Linked DNA regions of Zea mays: region 2 is linked to region 1. The links are chromatin contacts, called in public Hi-C maps. All regions are on one chromosome and are shown on one strand. Each heading gives the region's core, a stretch centred on a gene start, on an enhancer-like site or on the middle of the called end of the contact. The rest is flanking DNA. Distances are from core to core; before and after follow the strand shown.

Region 1 (6,702 bases), core at 2,039-4,538:
AGTGTCCTCCTTATACCTTACAAGACGGAGTCATTCGATACAAGAACCGTGTCTGGTTAGGTGCCAACAGTGCTATGCAGTCCAAAGTCATGTCAGCACTGCACTCCAGTGCCTTGGGCGGTCACTCAGGGTTCCCTGTTACTTACAGTCGGATCAAGCAGTTGTTCTACTGGCCCCGTATGAAAAGTGCCATCAAGGAGTTTGTCGCTGCATGTGGGGTGTGCCACCAAGCCAAACCAGACCGGGCCCGGTATCCTGGTCTTCTCCAACCCTTGCCAGTACCAACCCAAGCATGGCAAGCAATATCTCTTGATTTCATCGAAGGCTTACCACCAAGTGGCGGCTACAACAGTATCTTGGTCGTGGTGGATCGCTTCTCCAAATACGGTCACTTTATTGCCTTGCGCCACCCTTTCACTGCTCTCAAGATTGCTCAGGTTTTTATGGCTGAAATCTATCGTCTCCACGGCATGCCCCAATCTATTGTGTCTGATCGTGACCGTATTTTTACAAGTACCTTATGGAGGGAGCTGTTCAGATTGTCCGGGACTCAGCTTCTCATGAGCTCTTCCTACCACCCCCAGACAGACGGCCAAACAGAACGCGTCAATCAGTGTTTGGAGACATTCTTACGCAGTTTTGTGCAGGCCTGTCCCTCTAAGTGGTCACTATGGCTGTCCGTGGCAGAGTACTGGTACAACTGTTGTTTCCATTCTTCCCTGGGCCATTCACCATTCGAAGTGCTCTATGGAAGATCCCCTCGTCATTTTGGCCTTTCAGTTGATGACTCAGTTTCCCATGTGGACTTAGCATCCTGGTTGGGTCAAAGGGACCTCATGGTCCGGTCGGTTCATCATCACTTGTTGCGCGCTCAGCAGCGCATGAAACATTTCGCAGACAAGCGTCGTTCTGAACGCGTGTTCAATGTCGGGGATATGGTATATCTGAAGCTCCAGCCCTATGTGCAAACTTCGGTGGCCCCTCGTGCCAGTCACAAACTTGCCTACAAATATTTCGGGCCCTTTGAGATTTTACAGAAGGTTGGTGCTGTGGCTTATAAGCTGAAATTACCAGAGTCTGCTTCCATCCACCCGGTGTTTCACGTCTCCCAGTTAAAGCCATCAGTTCATCCATCGTGCTCTGTCAGTTCTGCTCTTCCAGCTGTGGCATCTGCCGTCAGTTACCCAGAGCAAATTCTGCAACGCCGTACTATCTCACGTGGAGGCCATCAGGTTGCTCAGGTCTTGGTACGCTGGTCCGGTTGCGACGCCACTCTGGATTCATGGGAAGATGAACAAGCTCTGCAAGGCCGTTTCCCAGCTGCCACCGCTTGGGGACAAGCGGCTCTTCAACAGGAGGGGATTATCAGCATACCAAAGGGGTTACCAGGGAACTCTGATGAAAGTGAGCTGCAGGAGGAGCAAACCAAGGTGTCGGGCCGCCGTGTCCGTAGGCCCAATTCCCTTTTTTCATTGGACAAGTGGTCCATGTAAGCCCATGTGGGCAGTAGCAGTAGATAAGGAGAGAGAGTGGAGAAAACTGAGTATCAAACATTTACAGAGAACAATACTACCTCTGCTCCTTCCTCCGTAATTCTGTCTTCCTCTTCCTTCTGCTCGTAGACAGTAGAGTAGTTATAACAGATGCGCTCGGCTGTCTCGCGCGCGCGTGGGCTACATAATCTTCCTCTCCACCTCTGTCTCTCCCGCCCAGCTTTCGAACGTGACACTCGTCGGCTCCGGCTCTTGGTTGGAACATCAAGAGCGCTTGTTCGAACCCATCTGCTCCCGTTTTGCTTGGCTTAGTGGTCTAACTGCATCCATCTATATGCCCATCTATAGTGTTCCGCCGATTAACAGCTTCACTGATCATGGTTTTTTTTTTACTGAATGAACATGTATCATATCATATCCTCTTTCTTTGAAACCTGTCTCGGGCCGGATTTCTGAACCTGACATCGTTTTCCACTTGATTGTGCGGTTTTGCGCGGCAGCAGAGGCGACGCCCAAGTCAGTGCTGAGGCTGATGGGGACGAAACGAAAGGGCTTGTTGCCTTCTTGGCGAGGCAGGCTGCGGCTGGCGAACGGGTGCCTGCCGTTCGTCTGCCGTGGCTACAGAGCCCGGCGGCGGCGGCGGCGGCGCGGCGCACATGGCCTTTGGCATTTTTCAGTATTTTCCCCTGCTATACTAGGGAGACCAAGCCAGTGCGGTGATGCTGTGTTCCGCGCAAGGAGGACAGAGGGGAGGCTGGTCAGTTTCGTGGCGAGCGCTGGGTTGCCGACCCTGACTCCCCACCTCGGTCTCGGTGCACAGCACAAGACGCCCGCGAGAAGAGCATCTTGGCATGCGCGCATGGCGTGGTCTCGTACATCTGTTTGTTTGTGTGTTGCCTGTGCCTGCATGGGCTCCTGGTACTGCAGCCAGATCTAGCACGTGCGAGCAGTTGGACGTTTGGATTTACTGTATGGGTGAACCAGCAATGGGGGCAATGGCGAGTGGCGACGGGGTACCAACCGGGAGCAGAGATCCATGTCCGCTCGCTTGGTTGCGTCGGGACCAATCCACCACCAAGGCCAAGCCAATAGCCAAGCAGCGGGGGGACCGACCGTGCTGTCGATGGCGGATTGCATGCACGGAATGCAGAGATGCCTACGGGCACGGCTCTTGTGGTGCGGTGGTGTGTGGAGCTTGACAGCTTGTGGCTTGCTATCTCTGTGCCTAGCCTAGCTAGCAGTAGCAGGCGCGCGAGTGCCAAAACTGACGGCAGCAGGTAGCTAGTAGGTTGGTCGGCTAGGGCCATCGAGGTGCGTCGCCATCCGACGCAGGCAGGACCAGGACCACCGATGATGGACTGGAATGATGATCCGAGTGGAAATACCGGTAAGTAGGACCGTGAAGAAAGGTAGCGACAGTGTCAGTGGGATACCCGTGATCATTCCGATGTTTTGAAACGAACTGCAGCTCCGAGTGTTCATGATTGAACGAACATATACTTAGTAATACCACAAGCTCATCGGGATGAAACAGAGGCGTCGGAGTTCTTTACTAGTCCGTCTCTTAGATCGACCACAGCAGAGCAGAGCATATACAGTTTTGCATATGACGCATCGTCGCAATTGGTTATTGGTAGGTAGTAGGGCATCTTCACTAGCTAACAGAAGGAGGAGGGTGAAAGGAGAGCGCTTTGGCGTCCGGCGGGGCACACAAAAAAAAAAACCGCGAGCAGGGAGGGAGCGGTTAAAATGCGTGCAAAAAGGGAGGAGACGCCGCGAGCGGCAGACAGACAGGCAGAGGCAGGCAGGCAAGGCCAAGAGCCCAAGACGGTCGGGGCGGAGCGCGAGAGGCAGGCGACGCGAGGAGAGGAGGCGGTGCTGTGGTGGCCTCACCTGCCCTGCCATGATTATAAAAAATAACGGAGCGCGACGCGGGTAGAAACCGGAAGGCCCGCCGCTGCCCGCCCCTTCTTCCTTCCCGTCCCACACACGCCGCCGCCGCCGCCGCCGCCGCTCGCTTCCTCCACCCCCCGGTCCGCGCGGCGCGGGCTGCCTGCGCGACCAGGGAGGCAGGGCACGCGGCAACCACGTGGGGAGGCGACGACACCACACCACCCTATGCTCTCTGTCCTCGCCCGCAGGGTAAGGTATGGAATCGATTCCTGTGTCTGTGTCCTCGCCTCTACGCGCCGCGCGCTTTTTTTTGTGTGTGTGTGTGTGTGCGCACGCGCCCTGTCTCTGCGGAGGCTTCCTCGCCTCTCTCCGTTTTTCGCTTGCTTGGCGGGATTTGGCCCTGGATCTGTGCACAGGACGGCGGATCTGGGCGGCGAGTTGGTACGCTGTAATGGCTCTTGCGTGATGCCGCGTTCTGTGGTGCGATGTTTTGGATCTGTTTCATTAGCTTGGTTTGTATTGTCTTGTGTTGGGAAAAGGTCCTTTTCTCCCCCTCATTCAAGATGGTAAAGTATCCTCTTTTTTTTTCTTGTCACTACTTGGATTGTAAAATTTGTGTGTGTGTGTGTTTTTTTTTGTTGCGGAGAGAGTGTAATAAGTAAATTGCGACTGGAGGGCCAATGCAGGTTGTTTGCTCTGCAAACTACAGCCTAATGCTATCATTTTCGGCTGGTTGTTTGTGCTTGGTTCTCTTTGCAAGATAATTGTTGTTGCCGCTAAATGCCTAATAGACAATTGTCTGTGTTTTTTTATTTCGAGTATATCATGATTTTCATGTAATTAGCATTGCAACAATTTTGACATGCTCCGTAGCTGTAAATGTTGTCAAGTTTTTATTAGTGCCTTTTAGTTCCTTTTGCTTATGATGTGCTTTCTGACTCAAACTGTTGACTAGATTGCAGCAGCAGTGAATTTGGGAGCTTGAAGCGTTCATCCGAGACATGGAAAAAGTGATCTGCCGGGCATATCTCCTTCAATGCAAGCGATTCTTTTCGAAAGAAACTCTTGATTGGTGTGTCTTAGCCCGTGGGAACACCCATCTCTCCTCTCTGGTGAACTACACATAGTGGTTATATGCTCCTCTATGCTCCACAACAAGCAGGCTGATGCGATATTTTCCTGAAGTTATTATATTCCAGTCTATGCCAGACATCTACATGTAACTCCACCACCTTGGTCTTCCTTTGTTTTGTGCTATTGTATTTGCATGAACTTTCCTTCTCATTTCCCCACTTCTTACCAGCACATCAACTTCTGAAAAGTTTCTTTTCAGGTAGATGATGCTCATATAAGGGGGGTATGCAAATCTCTCTGCACTTTGCCACATACATTGGCATGTGAATGAAGAAATTCAATTCTAGTTGCTAACTTGAAATATTCTAAATTTCATTTCTTATTTTCTCTTCTTGCAGGGTTAATATATTTGCCATCTTCAGCCTACATCTGTTGCTGCCCTAATTAGTTGATTTGTCTTCTGTGTACTATCTGAGGTCAGGCCTCATCCTTGCTACACTTAGTAATTTCATGCTATGTTTGCAGTGGGCTTGTAGTGGAACAGAATTCTACATACTGTGGTAGTTGTTTCATTTTCAGACCTTATCTGCCTTACGGATCATCTTATTTCTCTGCTCTGAAACTGTCAAAATTCAAATAATTGTAGACCTTATCATATTTTCTAATTGCAGGCAAGATATTGATCAGCTAGAACTTGGCAAACCCTTGCCTTTCGTGTCTGTTCATATTTCTCGTGGCTTGGTTATTCTGAAGGGTAAAACTTGCACAAGGCAGCTTTGATATTACAACAATGGATAGGTAACTTTTATATTGACTGGCTATTTAGGTTGCTTTTATCTTATAACACTTCTTAGTTCTACAGATTCTCTATTTTAGATTATTTTTGCCTTATCGCATGCCTTCGCAGATTCAAGTTGATTAAGGAAGTTGGCGATGGGACTTTTGGGAGTGTATGGCGTGCTATGAATAAACAGAATGGCGAAGTTGTATGTATCTGAAGATAGAACTTCTCTCTAAACATTTTTTTTACTATGAACTCTGTATAACACGAGAATTTGCTGATGCTTTAATGTAGGTTGCTGTTAAGAAAATGAAGAAAAAATATTATTCTTTTGAGGAATGTATGAGTCTACGTGAAGTAAAGGTATTTTAGACCAGTGGTGTTCTTTTTATCATTCTCTGTTTTGTTCTTTCAGCTGATATTTCTTTTATTGTTATTTTATTGAAGTCTTTGCGGCGCATGAATCATCCTAACATTGTGAAGCTCAAAGAGGTTATCAGGGAAAATGATATATTATACTTCATAATGGAATACATGGTAAATATGTTATGTATAGCAAATATTCTACTGCACCATTATTGTGTTCTTGAATCTGAACCCTTGTTTTTATAGGAGTGTAATCTCTATCAACTTATGAAAGAAAGGGTCAAGCCTTTCTCCGAGTCTGAAGTCCGCAACTGGTGTTTTCAGATATTTCAGGCTCTTGCATACATGCACCAGAGGGGCTACTTTCATCGTGACCTCAAACCTGGTAGGATCTCAGTGTTCTCAACAATCAGCTAGATGTTTGTTTCCATAGCATATAAAAAATGGTTATTTTAGTCATCAAATGATTACCAATTTACAACTCTGACTACCAGTCTATATAATATTGCAATATAGGTAGTGTAGTAAACTCACGTACACCTTGTACATATCCGCCCTCAGGTGAGGTACTCCCCACATTGTGAGATAAGCACATTGGGTAACATCACATGATGTTCATAAAATGTACCAACTACTTCTGAAAAAACGTGCACCTACCATTTTCAAATGATCAATCTTGTGCAAAAATGTTATTCAGGGTTGAAATTTAGATATTTTGACCGTATGCAAGCCATAAACCTTACTTTCTTGAACTAGAGGGACTATATGACATGATTTCATCTGAATCAGCAGCTCAGTTTTACTTATGTGTGCGCCATATTGCACTGATAATAGCATGACTTGGTTGTGCAGAGAATCTGTTGGTTAGCAAAGGTGTCATAAAGCTAGCAGACTTTGGTCTTGCAAGGGAAGTCTCATCATTGCCACCATATACAGAATATGTCTCAACTCGCTGGTTAGCACTGTTCACTCTTCACTAGACACCAAAATAAAATGAATCTGTCTTATCTTTTGTTAATCCCCATGTTTGAATGTCTTAGGTATCGGGCACCAGAAGTCTTGCTCCAGTCATCTGCTTATGATTCTGCAGTTGGT
Region 2 (6,702 bases), core at 1,392-3,891, 460 kb after region 1:
GATTTATCTTGTAAAATTGTAGTATGCCCTTCTAGGAGCAGTTAGGTTAGTCACAAGAGAGATTTGACAGGTTAGGTTTATGTTCGTTAGTTTTGTGAGTCTTAACAACTGTATGATGTTGGATGGCCCTGACACCAAATGCAATGTGAGCTCCACTGGGAACTGAAGAAAAGCAGCATGTTTCTTTCTATTAGACGCTGAATTCTGGAATCGCAGCTTTTGCCTTGCCCTCGCACGTTTGACATGTGCTCCAGCAATTGTCATTGTGCTGCCCTTGGCTGAGGCCTTCTGTGTCGGCTTGTCGTCGGGGCCTCGTCTGTTGAGTGGCCCTTGCTCTGCTTCCGTGCACGGCGTGCACCGTGCACAGCCGGCAATGTTGGTGGTGGACCCATCAATGATGAACATTGTTCTATTCCAATAATTTTTTTTTGTGATTTCGTATCAATTCTACTCATGAACTCTTTTATGGGTTCTGCTACATTTACACTACAATATAATTCGTGAATGCTATGTGGCCTAGAGTTGTTCTTACTACAATCTATTCAGTATGCACCTGATGGGTGTTTGTGTGTGTTTCTCCTGGAATCATGTGCTACAGATCCCCAGCACGTAAACACTGGACGAGTGTTCGGTGCTTTGATCATTGCTGCTGCGCCTGGAGCTCGGCCTGCGTGACAAACATGCCGTGGAAGCCATAGGGGACGCGCGCTGGCAGCTGCACCTCGGCGACGATGTCCAGCTGCGGCGACCTCGCGTCCATCACCACGAACTGGTTCTCGCCGGTGCGCTCGTTGTGGACGTAGCACACTAAGTAGCCGTCGTCCTCGTTGCCGTCCCCCTCCACGTCGTCGGGGACGAAGAACGGCTCCCCCGCGAAGCACCCGGGCCCGAAGTCGCGCCGCGCCACCGTGCAGTCGCCCGTGCCGGCGCGGTCCAAGTCCAGCTTGGCCACTCCGGAGATCTTCGGCATGGGGTCGCCGATGCCGAGGTATCCGTACCGGTTGCGCCGGCCAAGGTAGCCCGGGTGGATCACGCCGAAGTCGAGGTTCCCCGCCGAGAGCGGGGTGCGCGACACGGCGCCCGTGCGCAGGTTCATGCGCACCTTCTCGACGCAGGAGTGCACGAGCTCCATGCGCTCCAGCGCGTGCTCCACGGACAGGACGTTAGGGGCCACCAGCACCAGCTCCTCGCCGTCGGCCTCCTCCCACGCGTTCAGCGAGTGCATCATGTTGAAGCCCGGCACCTCGAACCACCGCATCTCCGACTCGTCCGTGGCGTACTTCGGGAGCACGCCGAGCCGGGGCACCTTGCCGGAGTCAGACCCCACGGGCGCGCCGCCCGTCACCATGCCCATGGGCTGCATGACGATCTGTATCTCCGGGAAGATGGCGTACCGCTCCGTGACGGCGAAGTCGTGCAGGAACGACGGCTGCTGCACCGAGAAGATGGGCACGTCGGGGCCCTTGTTCCCGGCCGGGTCGAACCGGAAGTAGGTGACGAACGGCGGCACGGGGCCGTAGCGGAACGCGAAGACCTCGCCGGTGACGGGGTCTTTCTTCGGGTGAGCGGTCATGCCCATGAAGAGGCGGCCGCCGAAGTCGCACCGGCCGTGCGTGGTCACCTCGCCGGTGGCCGGGTCGACGCGCACGGTGTACGGGAGATCCGACTCGCCAAGCGCGTAGAGGCGGCCGCCGAAGAAGGCGAGGCTGGTGTTAGCGAGCCCCACGCCCTCGGCTGGGTTCATCTGCCCGGTGAGCACTCTGGCCGCCACGACGGCGCCGCGCGCCAGGCCGGCCACGCCGTGGAAACCCGAGAAGACGTTCGGCATGACCGGCGCTCCCGCGTCACGCTCCACGAGGTACTTGTACGTCTGCACGTAGCGCGAGCAGAGGACGGGGTCCGACGACGGCGGGGACCCCGCCGTCGGGAGGAGGAGCGAGTGCAGCATGCCGTCGCCGTCGAAGAGGTGGTGCGGCCCACGGGGGAGGTGCTGCGGGTTGGGCCCGTTGCGGATGTAGGCGCCCCCGGCGAGGCAGCGCGGGATGGCGCCGCGCACGACGGGGCAGGGCGTCGGCGGCAGCTCGTCCACTGGCGCGAAGTTGGTCGACAGCACGTTCCGGGGGTCCACGGACGGCCGCAGCGCCGGAGGGTCGACGAACGTGTTGATCGCCTCCTCCAGCGCGCTGCAGAACGCCATTGGCAGGGACGTGGCTGCCGGGGCAGGCCGGCGGCGAGGCTCAGCCCGAGCCCGAGCCCGAGCCTGGCTCGGCGCACGTGCAGTTCTTGAAGTGCTGGTCTTGGCGGCCACGAGATCTTCCAGCTCCTGTCGCCCGGTCTGTTTCGGAGCAGTGGACTGGACATTGTCAGTGGACGGAGGGGCGGTGACAACAGTGGCAGATGCGGCGGCCGACGGCGGCAGAGACGGGGCACTCTTCTTCCTGTAGCTGGAGTTGTGTGCAGCAGCAGAGGCGGAAGGAGGGATGTAGTGAACCCTCCGGGACGATCTTGAAGCGTGTGCACTCAAGCAGAGGTTAGAGGTGATCAGTGTTCTCTCCATTCTGCAACCTGGCCTTTAGATCAATGTGTGTGGATTTGGATCAAAGCTTAGAGCACAAGTAATTATGGAGCAGCGCAATCTGCTCACCAAATTGGTGTGCTAGAAAGAAGTGCTTCTGACCTTGCATATATATAGGCCTAGCGCTAGCTCGAGGATCTAGGGAGATAGTACTACTAATCATAGAAGTGGTGGCTGATCCTTGTCATATAGACTACCCCTGCAAAAGGCGCATGTATATAGATGGATTTTGGAGCGCTACGTTTCATATGTTGAAAAAGGGCATGATAAAGAAATAAAAATATCAGAGCAAACAAACCAAAATATACTTAACGGTACACGCACTTGTGTGTGTTTTGTTTCGTTTTAATCTGTTACTATTCGGTTGCCCGTGCGTTGCAACAACTCATAACAATACCCACGTAAACTATGCACCAAAAAGATCTAAAGATTTTTATTGATTGTCTCTGCTTTCTGCATAATTTTTTTTATTTGACTAAGCGAGTCGACATCGTGGTAAAGAAAAGGTCATGTAGACAGGCGATGTCAAACCATCGAATGGGTACCATAGGTAGCAAATCAGGGACCTCATCCATCGCCTCTCCCACTTCCAAAGTTTCGTAGACCAGGAAGGGAAGGAAAGAGGCAGTCATACATGTTCGTTGCCGGAGAAGGACACGACGAAGACATGGACATCTGGAGGCGACATAGGTAATATACCGCTAGATACATACATGGAGACAGCACACAAGCGGAGAAAGAAGCCCAATCAGGGCAACTCCAAACCGAGAGGCACCCGCACCAGGCGTCAGTCCGAAAAAGGCGAGAGAATGCGAGTGCCTTCCAGCCCTGGATCCGCCGAGGCGACACAACACCACCACCAACTCCGTAGCATATGTCGACTACTGCCGCGCTACAGGCTTTGATTGTCCAATATCTCAGATCTGGACTCGTCATCGCCAAGATAACCTAAGTGTGGCAGGCACCGTCGTGTCCTCCTCGGCAACACGCACGAAGAAAAGTTAGGAGCAAGATTGACTTGCCCGTACCCGCGTTGACGAGCGTCGGTCGGCTCACGGCTGCGACCGTAGGCAGGGGCAGCAGGTTGGGGAGAAAGAAAAGGGCGAAGGCCAAGAAGACGAACGGGACGTCCGACGACAGCGAAAACGATGGTGCGTGCATGCTATGAAACACCCTCGTGGACGTGCAATAGCCACTGCGCGGGTCGGTGTCGGGGCTGGTGTCGGACTAATACGGAGAGGAGACGCCTGCTCCCACGCCGTCTGCCGAGAATGCGTGGCACGGAGGCGAAGGCATGAGGGGAGAGAGAAAATAAGCAGAATGACGAACGAGGTGGCGGCAACTGAGGTGAGCACCATCATTATCGTGCGAAGGTATAGATGGACAAATGGGTCGTGCCTGGCGGGCTGGTCTGGGGCACGGACCATTTAATAGTTCCTGGGCCAGCCCGACACGATCGTCGTGTCATGTTTGGGCTGTAGCCTCGGCCCGTAGTGCTGATCCGGCCTGACACGATTATATTTTTATTTATTTTACAAAACTCGTATATATGTAAAATTTATATTCAATATCAAAAACAATTGACCATGATGTTCTACTGGTTAGACGACTCCACTTAGTGTCTCCCGCCCTTCTTCCATTAGGGCTTAGGTTCGAACACCACATTTTATAAATATTTTACGCTAATTTAACCACCCGACTGGTAACGGGCCAGACGTGGAAGTTGTGTGCATGGAAGGATGCATGGTTAATTTGAGATAGATGTGAGGGATTATTTGTAAAAATATGACATAGAACGACCGTTGAAACTGATGCTTTAAGTATAGTAGAGATAAGTAGTATCTCGATGCTGTAACAATAGAATCGGACCTATTGCTTATTACTACACTCTTCCTCAAACATTTATCGTCCATAAATTTATTTTTAAACAAAACAATGATAAATAGAAAAGAACAAAGAGAGTACTATATTTATGCGAAACAAAACGAGCGTCCGTGGTACTAAAATAGAAGTACAACTAAACGAATTGATAATAAACTACACACAAAAAGAAATAAGCCAAAATACGCATGGGGACAGTATGGGATCTAGAGCTAAGCGAATATGACCTTGTATAGAATCAAAATATGACTCAGCGGTCCGATGACAACGAGGAATTTACCGTCAGGGAATAGCTTTTTATGCATGTTCATGCGACATAAAATTTTTCCTATAAAGATTCTCACGAACGTTTGCGGGCCATATTTTTCTCCATCCCTGTTTCGAGATAAATCCCCGACAAGGATCGCCATCCTCGTTTAAATTATAATTAGAACATACATTATTTATTACTAATGCAAAACATTTTCACTTATACATATTGTTATATGTAAGAAATCATTATATATACATTAAAATAAGCATATTTATATAAATGAGTGATCTATAGACAAAATAATTATTTATTTTTATCATTAACTAATACATGAAAACTTTGTCACGTTCAGGTTTAACGGGTCCCGCGGGGAGCGAGGATGAGGAATGCTTCCCGGTCCATATCCCCGTTTACCTACCGGGGGAAGATTTTCCTCCGTTTAGATTTCCTTGAGGAAGAAACTTTCTCATCCACATCCTCTAAGGACTATTTTGGAAGGCACAAAACCGGAGATGATTGTAGGGGCTAGAATACACTTCTTATTTAAAATTGAATAAGAAGAGGATTAGCTCTAATAGAGGAATTCCCTACGAGAAATCGGGATCGGCGCTCATTGCCATCTCTAAGTGAATCTCAGCTACTCAAGCACTCCAACGAAGATGACAAACAATACAGTCCATCTGATGGCGGAGCTGTACACCACATCCACGAGCCAAATGTCGAGTCAACAATACATGAGGATAGTAATGCACAACTCTTCGTTCTGCCCAAATATATAGCTCCAAGTCATGACATCGAGCAAACAACAAAAGTAAGATGTATCTTTTATATCTTTTTACTTGAGGCTATATCATTGTTACTTGCTCGATAAACTTCGGGTCATAAACGAAACCAGCATAGAAGCTTAGGAGTGTTTGAATGTGCTAAAACTAATAGTTAACTGTTAAAATTAATTGAATATATCTAAATAATCTAGTTAATAGTTTTGTTATTAGCTACTTTTAGCAAATTAGCTAATAGTTAGTTAGCTATTTGTAAGCTAGCTAATTCCACTAGTATTTTTTAGTCAACTAACTATTAGTTCTAGTATATTTAGACACACCTTTAGACACATCATTTTGTCTAAAAATAGCATATGTGCACCTATGTGAATTTCCCGTCATACATTGATATTTATCCAAGCAATTTCATCATTTTCTCCGAATACCAATTTTGTTATCTTGGATGTGGATTGGGGGCGGCTCTTTATATCCTAGGGATAGCAACAGATCGGATTAAAATTAGATATTGCAAATATCTGTTCCCAGTCATATTTGCGGTTGCAACTAATATTCGCTCGCGACCATACCTGAGGGTAAAAAATTATATTCATGTTCGTGCCTATCGGGTTTCTGATATCCATCGGATATGACACAATCTTTTTCAACAATTCAATAACATGATTAATCAAATCTCTTCCCAATTCACTATCATACACGGTTAAAAAATTAATAAAAAATTATACAATACACATGTTTTTTAACAAGCAATATTCTCAATATTACAACATGGAAGGGTCGACGGACTAGAAGGGGTGGGAGTCGAGGACCGCATGAAAGTGGCGGGGGAGGCTCGTTGGCGTTGGACTGGAAGCGTGAATGGGTAGCAACAACGTGGACTGAAGAGTGAGTGGTAGTTGGAAGGGCGACTACAGTAGGATTGAGGTGCAAGCAAGAAGTGGCGACTACAAGCATTAGAGGGGATGACCTGCAAGGTGCAGGCTGCGGCCAGGGGCACTGTAGCCGTCGACCAGACGCCAACGGTGCTACGGTCTATGGGACTTAAAAGGGGACACGACACACAGCGCAGGAAGTCATCAAGGCTAGAAAGAGTGATCAACGGTGTGGAATTGGGAGTGCTTGGGGTTTAGGGAGTTAGGGTTTTCTCTTTATTGTGTAATAATATGTGTTAGGCTAAAAATAAACTATGGTCCGATTTCGGATATCTAATGGAT

What was found. A called contact is a pair of places that touch in the nucleus more often than the background predicts.
Region 2: a contact with region 1 is called in a Hi-C map of tassel, with 2.9 times the contacts expected there. The contact joins the promoter of LOC100501454 here to the promoter of LOC100192489 in region 1. A contact is called at or near these places in 3 of 25 Hi-C or Micro-C datasets (bundle sheath, ear and tassel).

The regions. Positions count from the first base shown.
Region 1 is chr4:164,414,952-164,421,653 of Zm-B73-REFERENCE-NAM-5.0, forward strand. LOC100192489 (putative protein kinase superfamily protein) reads left to right here and starts at 3,289. Exons shown (of 18, transcript NM_001137709.1): 1 at 3,289-3,640; 2 at 4,342-4,605; 3 at 4,859-4,936; 4 at 5,132-5,258; 5 at 5,368-5,446; 6 at 5,536-5,604; 7 at 5,689-5,778; 8 at 5,854-5,992; 9 at 6,460-6,562; 10 at 6,648-6,700. The coding sequence starts at 5,251.
Region 2 is chr4:164,878,569-164,885,270 of Zm-B73-REFERENCE-NAM-5.0, forward strand. LOC100501454 (nine-cis-epoxycarotenoid dioxygenase6) reads right to left here and starts at 2,642. Exons shown (of 1, transcript NM_001196164.2): 1 at 412-2,642. The coding sequence starts at 2,557. The coding sequence ends at 641.